Regions from separate parts of the Sus scrofa genome. Here regions 2 and 3 are each linked to region 1. Evidence: chromatin contacts called from public targeted proximity ligation data. All regions are on one chromosome and are shown on one strand. The core of a region is the stretch at or near the end of the contact, and the rest is flanking DNA. Distances in the headings are between cores, read along the strand shown.

The links.
Region 2: a contact with region 1 is called in a targeted proximity ligation map of alveolar macrophages. A contact is called at or near these places in 5 of 47 Hi-C or Micro-C datasets (alveolar macrophages, embryonic fibroblasts, heart right ventricle and 1 more) and 2 of 2 datasets of targeted methods (alveolar macrophages and skeletal muscle).
Region 3: a targeted proximity ligation map of skeletal muscle shows a contact between it and region 1. A contact is called at or near these places in 10 of 47 Hi-C or Micro-C datasets (adipose tissue, embryonic fibroblasts, fetal heart ventricle and 6 more) and 2 of 2 datasets of targeted methods (alveolar macrophages and skeletal muscle).

What each region holds. Positions count from the first base shown.
Region 1 is chr3:117,773,905-117,777,051 of Sscrofa11.1, reverse strand. It overlaps RHOB (ras homolog family member B), which reads left to right and starts at 1,592. Exons shown (of 1, transcript NM_001123189.1): 1 at 1,592-2,182. The coding sequence starts at 1,592. The coding sequence ends at 2,182.
Region 2 is chr3:117,834,098-117,837,244 of Sscrofa11.1, reverse strand. LOC100523732 (b(0,+)-type amino acid transporter 1-like) reads left to right here and starts at 1,702. Exons shown (of 8, transcript XM_013996317.2): 1 at 1,702-2,115.
Region 3 is chr3:117,736,082-117,739,228 of Sscrofa11.1, reverse strand. No RefSeq gene overlaps it. Among named protein-coding and RNA genes, the nearest start is that of RHOB, 38 kb to the left of the region's middle.

The DNA.
Region 1 (3,147 bases), core at 343-2,842:
GTCCTACTCTTTGTCACATCTCTGCTTTGGTTCAAGCTCTTCCTCCTCCTTGGGTGGTCCTCCCTCCCTACCTCCATCCTTCTTCTCACCCCTTCTGTCCATTGGGACCCATCCACTCAGAAGCTTCTAGATCAGACACAGGTGCCATCTCCTACAGGATACAAGGAAGAGATGGATTAAGTCCTGGTGGATAGCAGGAGACTAGGAGCTAGCACCCCACTAGACACTGATTTGCTATGTCCCAGCCTTCAAGTTTCTCCTGCTACTCCCCAGGGGGACCTCAGCCTCTTCTAGCCCAGTGGGGTGGGGGTGGGGATTTGGATTTTATTGTACTGTTTACCTCAGGCAGTTCTCTGCCTTATGACCAGGATCCGAATTAATCTTGAAATCCAGGGCTGAGGCTGCCTTTTTCTGCTTGGTAACTTCTTCCCAGCGGACCTCAAGTTCTGCAACCAACCTCGACCTTCCCTTTTCACCGTCCCTCCTTCTCCGAATCTTTACCTAAAGACCTAGGCTGGGTGCCGAGAAGGGGGTAGGCGATAGGACTTGGAGGAGCCAGAAGCTCGGCCCAGGGTCACCTAATTTACAGCCACCATCTCTAAGATCCAAACCCCGGGCTGCTCTAGGCGGGTACCCTGGTGGAAGGACAGGGATGGCAGACTCGACCAGGGGTGGGCCCGCTTCTGAAAGAAAAGGGAAAAGACCTTGCTTGGGAACAAACGAATGTGTGTGTGCGCGCGCGTTCACTTAAAAACAAAACCAAGTTAAAGGAACCGCTCGGTCCCCCACAGGTCCGACCACCCGCTGGGAGTTTGCGAAGCCAGCGCGGCAATTTTGAGTGGGAGGGAGTCGTTAACGCCCCACAAAGTGCGGCTTCTTTCTGAACCTCTCGTCCAGGCCCTGCGGGCTCCTGGTAGCTAGCTCTTGGCCTCCCGCCCCACGCGCAGAAGCTGCGGCGAAGGAGGGAACCCTGGTGTCGCCGGAGCCCCGCAGCGCCAGCCGCGGCGCACGCTCCCCGGTCGCCGCCTCTCCCAGCCCCGCGGCCTGGGCCGTCAATCAAGCTCGCCCGGCCCCGCCCCTGGGCTGCAGCGGACGGCCAATCAGAGCCAAGCTCCGCAGCGATGAGCTCAGTCGGCTCGCTTGCCATTGGGCGGCTATATTAAGAAAGTCGCCGAACTCTTTAAATAGCGGGCGCTAGGGCCGCAGCCTGCATCTGCCACCGCAGTCTGCCTGCTTTCGTTCGTTTTCCTGTACCTTTGCTGAGGCCTAGAGCGACCCGGGAGGAAGCTAGGCCGGGTCTGCTACTCTAGTCACCGTTTGCGCACAAAGGCGCCAACCCCGGATCCGGGGCGAGGAGGGCCGCCACCGCTCCGGAGCAGCGCGGAGACGTACGGTGCGCCCTATGCTCCCGCGCCCCTACCGCCCACGCCGCGGCTTCCTGAGCACAGCGAGAGAACGCGCCACCCCGGGGCCTGGGTGCAGCTAGCGACCCTTGCCCCTAGCGCGCAGCCCGAGGTGAGCAGTGAGCGGCCAGCGGGACGGCAGCGAGGCGTTCGCGGGCCCCCTCTTGCTGCCCGGGCCCGGCCCGCTCATGGCGGCCATCCGCAAGAAGCTGGTGGTGGTGGGCGACGGCGCGTGCGGCAAGACGTGCCTGCTGATCGTGTTCAGTAAGGACGAGTTCCCTGAGGTGTACGTGCCCACAGTCTTTGAGAACTATGTGGCCGACATCGAAGTGGACGGCAAGCAGGTGGAGCTGGCGCTGTGGGACACAGCGGGCCAGGAGGACTACGATCGCCTGCGGCCGCTCTCCTACCCGGACACCGACGTGATCCTTATGTGCTTCTCGGTGGACAGCCCGGATTCCCTGGAGAACATCCCCGAGAAGTGGGTGCCCGAGGTGAAGCACTTCTGCCCCAACGTGCCCATCATCCTGGTGGCCAACAAGAAAGACCTGCGCAGCGACGAGCACGTCCGCACTGAGCTGGCCCGCATGAAGCAGGAACCCGTGCGCACGGATGACGGCCGCGCCATGGCCGTGCGCATCCAAGCCTACGACTACCTCGAGTGCTCTGCCAAGACCAAGGAGGGCGTGCGCGAGGTCTTCGAGACGGCCACGCGAGCCGCGCTGCAGAAACGCTACGGCTCCCAGAACGGCTGCATCAACTGCTGCAAGGTGCTATGAGGGCCGCGCCCGCCTGCCTGCCCCTGCGGGCACGGCTCCCCCACCCCGGCCGGTCCCCCACGAGGCCGGAGAAGGGAGACCCGCGCCCCCCCCACGGACCCCACCGGACGGCCTGGCGTCTGCCCTCCGGACCCGCAGCCGTGGCCTGGCGGCTGTGGCTCTGGCGCCGGGAATCGGCGCGGTAGGCACCGGGCGCCCCCTTTCCAAGTGTCTGTGTGCGTCCCGCTGTGTTGCACAGGCCTGGGCGCCCCGCTGAGTGCCAAGGGATCCCCGAAGACCCTGTTCTGAAGAGCCAAGCCTCTTCGGAGGGTGTGGCTGTGTGTATGTTCAACTCCCCCCGCCCCGTTTTTGCCCCACGCCCGCCTCTGCTACCCCGAGGCGAGCTTGGCCCCGGGGTGCGGCCGCGCCCCATCATCAGATGTTCTCCCATAACCAGCGAGCGCCTGCTATGCCCCTGTCTGTAACATAGACCACGGGAACTGCGGGAGGGGAGGGCTGGGGTGGATGGGGTGTTATATAAATATAGATATAATTTTATTTTCGGAGGTAGGATGGTGTTATTTAATGGTGGCGGTGGGTGGAGTGACAGGACTTGAGAACAGCTCCGGCCCAGCCTGGGTCAGGCGTCCATCCAGGCACGAACAAGACTTGGCCATCTTTCCAACTCCTGGGAAAGACATTTGCAACTAACTGACTTGGGGCTGAGAGGACACAGCTTCCAGACTCATGTCTCCTGCGGGCCAGCCAGGGAGAACCCCTCATCAGCCACAGGCAGGAGGAGGGAAAGTGTGCTGCAGGTTGTTTTTTTGCCATAAGCGAACTTTGTGCCTGTCCTACAAGTGAAATTTGTTCAGTCCAAGAAACTGATGTTATTTGATTTATTTAAAGGCGAAAACTTGGGTTTTTTTTTTTTTTTGGAAAGAATTCTTTGCACAATTGTTTCATTGTTTGACACTTAATGCACT
Region 2 (3,147 bases), core at 453-2,952, 60 kb before region 1:
AAAAAAAAAAAGAAAGAAAGAATAAAGGAAATGGAAGTGAGAGGGTGGCAGGCAAGATCCTGGAGGTGGGGGGCTGGAGAGGGAGGGAAATTGACCTGTAGTGCACTGCCCCGATTAATCAGTTCTGGCACCTTCATGCACAGCCCTGGAGCCAGCCTCATGGTCTGAGCAGCCTGTGGTCTCCTGGTCCTGCTGGATGCTGTATGCTATGCTGAGCTGGGTACCCTGGTTCCTGAGTCAGGGGTGGCAGGGGAGGGTGGGAGTGTTCTGCATTTGTATCTTACCCACCCATGGCTTCTTGTCTGTCTTTTTTGTCACCTACCCATTGGTCTTGGGAACCTGCTGTCTCTGAGCTTTGCTGAGTGTGCAGGACCCTTTTACCCTGGCTGCTCCTCATGGCCCCGGGCCCTGGTCCCGGGACAACACGTCACGCCGGGCTGCCTCAGACTCTGAGCTGAGGCCATTCTCACACTGCTTGAACTCTCCTCACCCACTCAGGCTCCAACACGGACACTCACCTTCACAGGCCAGCTGTTACCCACATGGCACCCTCCCGGAGGCTCCAACCTCCCAAGGACAGATGACTCTTTGTCTTAGGTCAGGCTCCTATAACTAAGGCACCATAGTCTGGGTGGTGTAGACTCACTGTTCCGAAAACTGGGGTCCGAGATCTTGATACTGGCGTGGTTTGGTTCTCATGAGGACCCTCCTCCAGGTTGCAGACGGCTGACACCTCCCTGTGTCCTTACTTGTGGAAAGAGAGAGAGGGGGCTCTCGGGGGTCCCTTTTTAAGTACTGGGGCACTAATCCCATTCATGAAGACTTCATCCTCAGGACCTACTCGCCTCCCGAAGGCCCCACCTCCTCATACCATCACACCGGGGGTTGGGATTTCAGCCTATGGATTTGGGGGGGGGGTATAATCAGTCTCTTTCATTCTTCTACCCAGATGTCCTCCTTACTCTGTTCAGGCTCCAACACTGCTACTGCCTCAGCCCTTTCCCTTTCCTTCCCTCCCTCCAGCTTGTTTTACTTGCTGCCATCAAATGACTTTTGGTCTGAATTGTTTAGAGGTGAAAGGGGAATAAAGAGGAAGAGAAAGAGGAAGAGAGATTGTTTCTTATTTTTCTAACATCTAATATGTCTCAGCAGTTACTGACCATTTTGGGTCCACTTCCTCTGGTGCACAGGGTGTCAAGTAGCCTTTTACTTATTTTATTTTATTTTTAATTTTGTCATTTTTTTTTTTTTTAGGGTTGCACCTACAGTATATGGAAGTTCCCAGGCTAGGGGGTTGCATCGGAGCTACAGCTGCCGTCTTACCCCACAGCCACAGCAATGCCAGATCCGAGCTGCATCTGCGACTCACACCACAGCTCACAGCAATGCTGGATCCTTTACCCACTGAGTGAGGCCAAGGATCAAAGCCACATGCTCATGGATACTAGTCGGTTCTTAACCAGCTGAGCCATGATGGGAACTTCTGCCTTTTAATTCAGGAACCTGTTCCTGCAGGATTTGTCTAGTTCCATGGTTTCGTTTTCCCTCTTTTGGACTCCGCTTCTATGCTTGTTGCATCTCCAGTGTCTGTCTGTCTTTCCCAGGTTTCAATGTCTTTATTATTTATTTTGAAACTATTTTTGTTTCATTTTATTTATTTCTGTTTGTGCATGTGTGTGTGTTTAAAAAACTTTTTTTGCTTGTGCCGCAGCATGAGGAAGTTCCTGGGCTAAGGGCTGGAACCTGAGCGACAGCAGTGACAACACTGAATCTGTAACCACCAGAGAACTTGTCTGTTTCATTTTCTGCACATGTTTCATTTCTATCCTCCAGCACTTTTACTGGGTCTTTATATCCCCTCTACCCTTCTGATCTGGTTTTGAGTTCTGCGATGTTTCTTTTTTTTCTTGTACCTCTTTTCTGAGTTTCGAAAATGTGCAAAATCAAGTTTTCCCTTGTCTTCTCACCATTTCTTTTCTAGGTTGACATATTTCTTTTATTTATTCTTCCTTATTGACACTATTTCTTCCTTAAGTCTTTGAAAGTAATGGTCAAATATTTGGTTAGAATTTTCACCTATCTCTTGGCAACTTGATCGGTGATTCTTCATAGCTGGTAAGTCTTGCAGCAACTCCCTGCCTTATTATTGTTTCTTTGAATGAATGCTGGTTGCCTTTGAACTTCCCTAGTTGACCTAGTTGTTGGGATTTGCTTCAGGGGACACAGTTTTGCTAATGTTTTTCTTGTGTTGGTGGTGACTAGGTTGTTTCACTTCCCCAAAGAGGTCTCTATCTGTCCTTAACTATCAAAGGGATATAATGATTTATCACCTTAAGTGGAGCCTCTTACCTAAAGGAAGTCTTCAGGCTGGGATTTCTGGGCTCTGTTCCCTTTGGGTTGTTTTGCATTTCACATCCCTCTTCTACTGTAGGGGCCTTTGCAACATGTCACCTTCATAAAGATAATGAAGTAAATCCAGCAGCTTTTGGCAGCATTTATAATTTTTTCTTTTTGTGTTGTGGATTGTTTGTCTCCTAGTTTGGCTGAAAATGAAGTTTCTATTTATTTCCATTATTTATGCTAAAAGAAAACTCCTGTTTCCTTTGCTACTACCCACACTACTTCTGACACCAAATGTGAGGGATTTTCAACACCAAGCAATTCTCCAGTTTTCGGTGGACACCAGCTGGGTGTTCTTGATTCTTCTTTTTTTTTTTCTTTTCACTTTTTAGGGCCGCACCTGTGGCATATGGACATTCCTAGGGTAGGGGTCAAATTGGAGCTGTCGCTGCCAGCCTACACCACAGCCACAGCAGCTTGGGATCCGAGCCACATCTGTGACCTATACCAGAGCTCATGGCAGCACCGGATCCTTAACCCACTGAGCAAGGCCAGGGATTGAACCTGTGTCCTCCTGGATGCTAGTCAGATTCGTTACCACTGAGCCATGACAGGAACTCCCAATTTAACTTGATTCGGATATTGGCTGCCCAGAGTTGGCACAGACCCCACAAGTTAAGGGCTCCATTCCACAAGTCTGTCTCCCCCTTCCCCCTTTTCAGATGCCAGTGGCACCTCTCAGGTTGTCACTCATACTTCTGACCAAAAGGATGTAAATGGGGGCTTTCTCCCAGCCCCTTCCTTGAG
Region 3 (3,147 bases), core at 174-2,673, 38 kb after region 1:
AGTGGGACCCTCACCTGGGAACCTCCATATGCTACATCTGTTAAGCTCCAGAGTTTGTGCCCTTGCTAGTGTAGACCAGAATGGTCTAGGCAATGACACCCCCTCCAGGGGGACTCTGCTGCTCTAATGGCAGCTTCAGCTCCTCCAGCCAAGCAGGGTGTTGCCTTGTCCCTGAGCCCAAGGCCGAAGGCGATCATCAACTTCTGAGTCCTAAGTTCTGGATGCTGGGGAACTGCGGACCCGTGGTTGTTTCAATATGTAGCCATGACCATAATCAGAGCTGAGAAATGATAGTGATGATAATAATAACCAATATTAACTAATAGGGAAGATAGCGTTGGGCATTGTTCTAAGCATTTTGCAAACACAATCCATCGAATCCCTTACTGTGTTAGCTGGTATTATCTCCCTTTTACAGATGAGAAACCTGACACACAAGGCATTTAATATCTGGCCCGAAGTCACACAGCTGGGAAGGGGCAGAGCCAGGATCCAAACTCCAGTAATCTCAGGGCCCGTGCTCTTGCTTTCTGTTACACTGACTACCCCACAAAGCTAGTAAACACGCTTGAGGTCGGTACTTTAAGTACAATAACATATTAATTGTTCTGAGACAACTGTAAGAAGTAAGTATTATTAGTCGCTTCATTTTACAGATGAGGACACTTAGCACAGAGACGTTAAGTCGTTTGCCTGAGGTCACACAGCACATAAATGTAACAGGTAGAATTTGACTCTGGAGTTGGTGCCCTTTAACACTGAGCTATATTAACAGACAGGCTCTGAGACTCTAATGCCCTCAATATGCAGTTTCGGTTTCTAGGGAAGAGTCCTGAGAGTCCCAAGGAGCCATTTGGGATCTGCCGGAGCAAGAACAACGGGTAATTCCTGATCGCTAGTTATCTGTGGTTGAGGGGCTAGTTGTTGCCTGGTGACTCACTGTGGTGGCCCTTTACTGTCCAGCTGATGCCCGTGGCAACATGCCACGTGCTACCGGCACGGGGAGCGGCTGCAGCTCCAGGATGAGTGAGTCTGTGCTAGATTTGGGTGTGGGGGGGCGGGTGGCGGCGTGGGGGGGGTGGTGTTCGGGGGACAGACTGCACAGAACCCTTCTCTCTCCCTCACTTCCCATTCTCTTTCTACTTCATTAGCGTGAAGAGCTAAAAGCGATTCCAAGGAAATGTAGCAGAAGTGTCAGTCCAGCTGCACTCATGTCCTGGCAAAAGGGACAGACCGAGCCGGCTGCTTCCCCATGTGCTCTGGTGCTGGTCTCCCACCGGGACACAGAGCAGGGCCGGGGCTCCAAGCACTGCTTTAGGGTCTCCCAGAAGTGCAAGGAAGCCTCACGCGATGCCTGATTCAGAAGTAGGCTGCTACCAGGCAGCTTTGTGCATTTGGTGGCTTCCTTGGAAACTCATCAAACGCTTGGCACAAACGCGTCCCTCCTCCAGTGACAGGAGCTCACACTTCGGCAAGCATCAAACTGCTCTGAAATGTGATAACGGCGTCTGTCAATTTCTGCACACAGAGTGCTGTTTTCTGCAGCGGGACTGTTTGTCTTGGCCTTCTGGAGCTGTAGGAGCTTTCAGACCCCCTACTCCTTGGAGCAAGGTTTGGGGGATAGATGGGGTACAAAAGGGCAGGGCAGGTTTTGGGAGAGGTGGGGAGCGCTCATAGGAGCGCTCCATTTGTGGGGTAGTGGGAGAAGGGAGGGTTCTGGGGACATTCCTTAGCCAGGCGGCAGGCACAGCTGCGAATGACAGCAGCTGCAGAGCCCAGAATGGGTCTGAGCCTGGCCTCTCCCTCCCTACGCCTGGCGGACAACCTCCTGGTCCCTGGCCACATTGCTGCCTCCGACTGGCAGCACAGGACACTCAGCCTTCCCCCCGCCCCCCACCGCAATGAGGTTTGAGCAGGTGCTGGGGGTGGGGAGAGGAGTAGGCGTGTCTTAGAAGGAGAAGGACGATGGGGTGGCAGAGGTGGCACTGTGCCTGGTGTTTTGGGGACTGAAAGGAGGACACGTTCATTGTTTGGATGCATTTGTAATTTAAGACTACATCTTTCCTAAAGCAGGTGCTGCTGCAATGGGGTGAGCGCGGAGCAAACATTGAAAGGCTTTGAGCTGGGTAAGGGCAGGTTCAGGAGGCAGGTCTGCCTGCAGGGTGGAGGGAAGCTGGATGGAGCAGACACCCCAGAGGCTGTCCAGTGGTCCAGGTGGACAAGGAAGGGGGTGGTGGGGATGGAGACCACAGGAAGATCCAGGGCTTGGGCAGGGCGTGTAGGACTTAGGATGTTCTGTTCCCCTCTGTCCTTAGCCCTGATACAACAATATGCTTAAGCCGTCTTCTCCCCTTCTAGGAGCTCAGTGGACCCTCAGAGCTCATGGAGGACCTGACAAGGGTTCTCTTAGAAAGGGGCTAATGGAAATGTCCTTTAGGAAAGGTGAGGATTCTTCCTGCTGGATGCCATGAAGATTAAGGATGACGGAGCCTCCATCTGAGTGACTCATTTCTGGGCAGTGATGGGGGTCCTGGCCCTCAGCCACTGCTCCTGGTGTCCCAAGACTCCCCCAGCGATCCTTAATCAGGCCACTAGCCATGGCAGCATTTGGTGTGCTTCACCTGTTGTGGTTATTTTCCTAACTATGCCCCGATCGTCCCATTCTTAAGCTGGTGCGAGCTTATTCAAGTTAACTCTTGAATTTTTCTGAGCCAATCTCAGTCGTTTCGGCTTTGGTCTGGCGAGAAGCTTTAGGGTCTGTGCATTTCCCGCTTTGAATCTGGAATCAGCCATTTCTCCAAGTGGCCCTGGTTCCTTTTGGTGGGAAATGGTATTGAGAGGTCACACTCTAGGTAAATGTGTCCCTCCTTTCTTGGCCAAAAATGCCACAGACGCTCCAAAAGTGTGTGATGTCAAATTTTGTAAGAAACTTTTAGATTTTTGCTAATTTTAGTGGGTAAAAATTGTTACCTTAGGGTTGTTAATAATTTGCCTCTCATTACGAGTAAGGTTGAGTAGTTATGAAAATATGTATGTATATAAACTGCAGTGGCTTGGGTCGTTGCTATGGCATGGGTTTGATCCCTTGCCTGGGGACTTCTGCATGCCTTGGGAGCGGCCACACACACACACACACACGCCATTTGC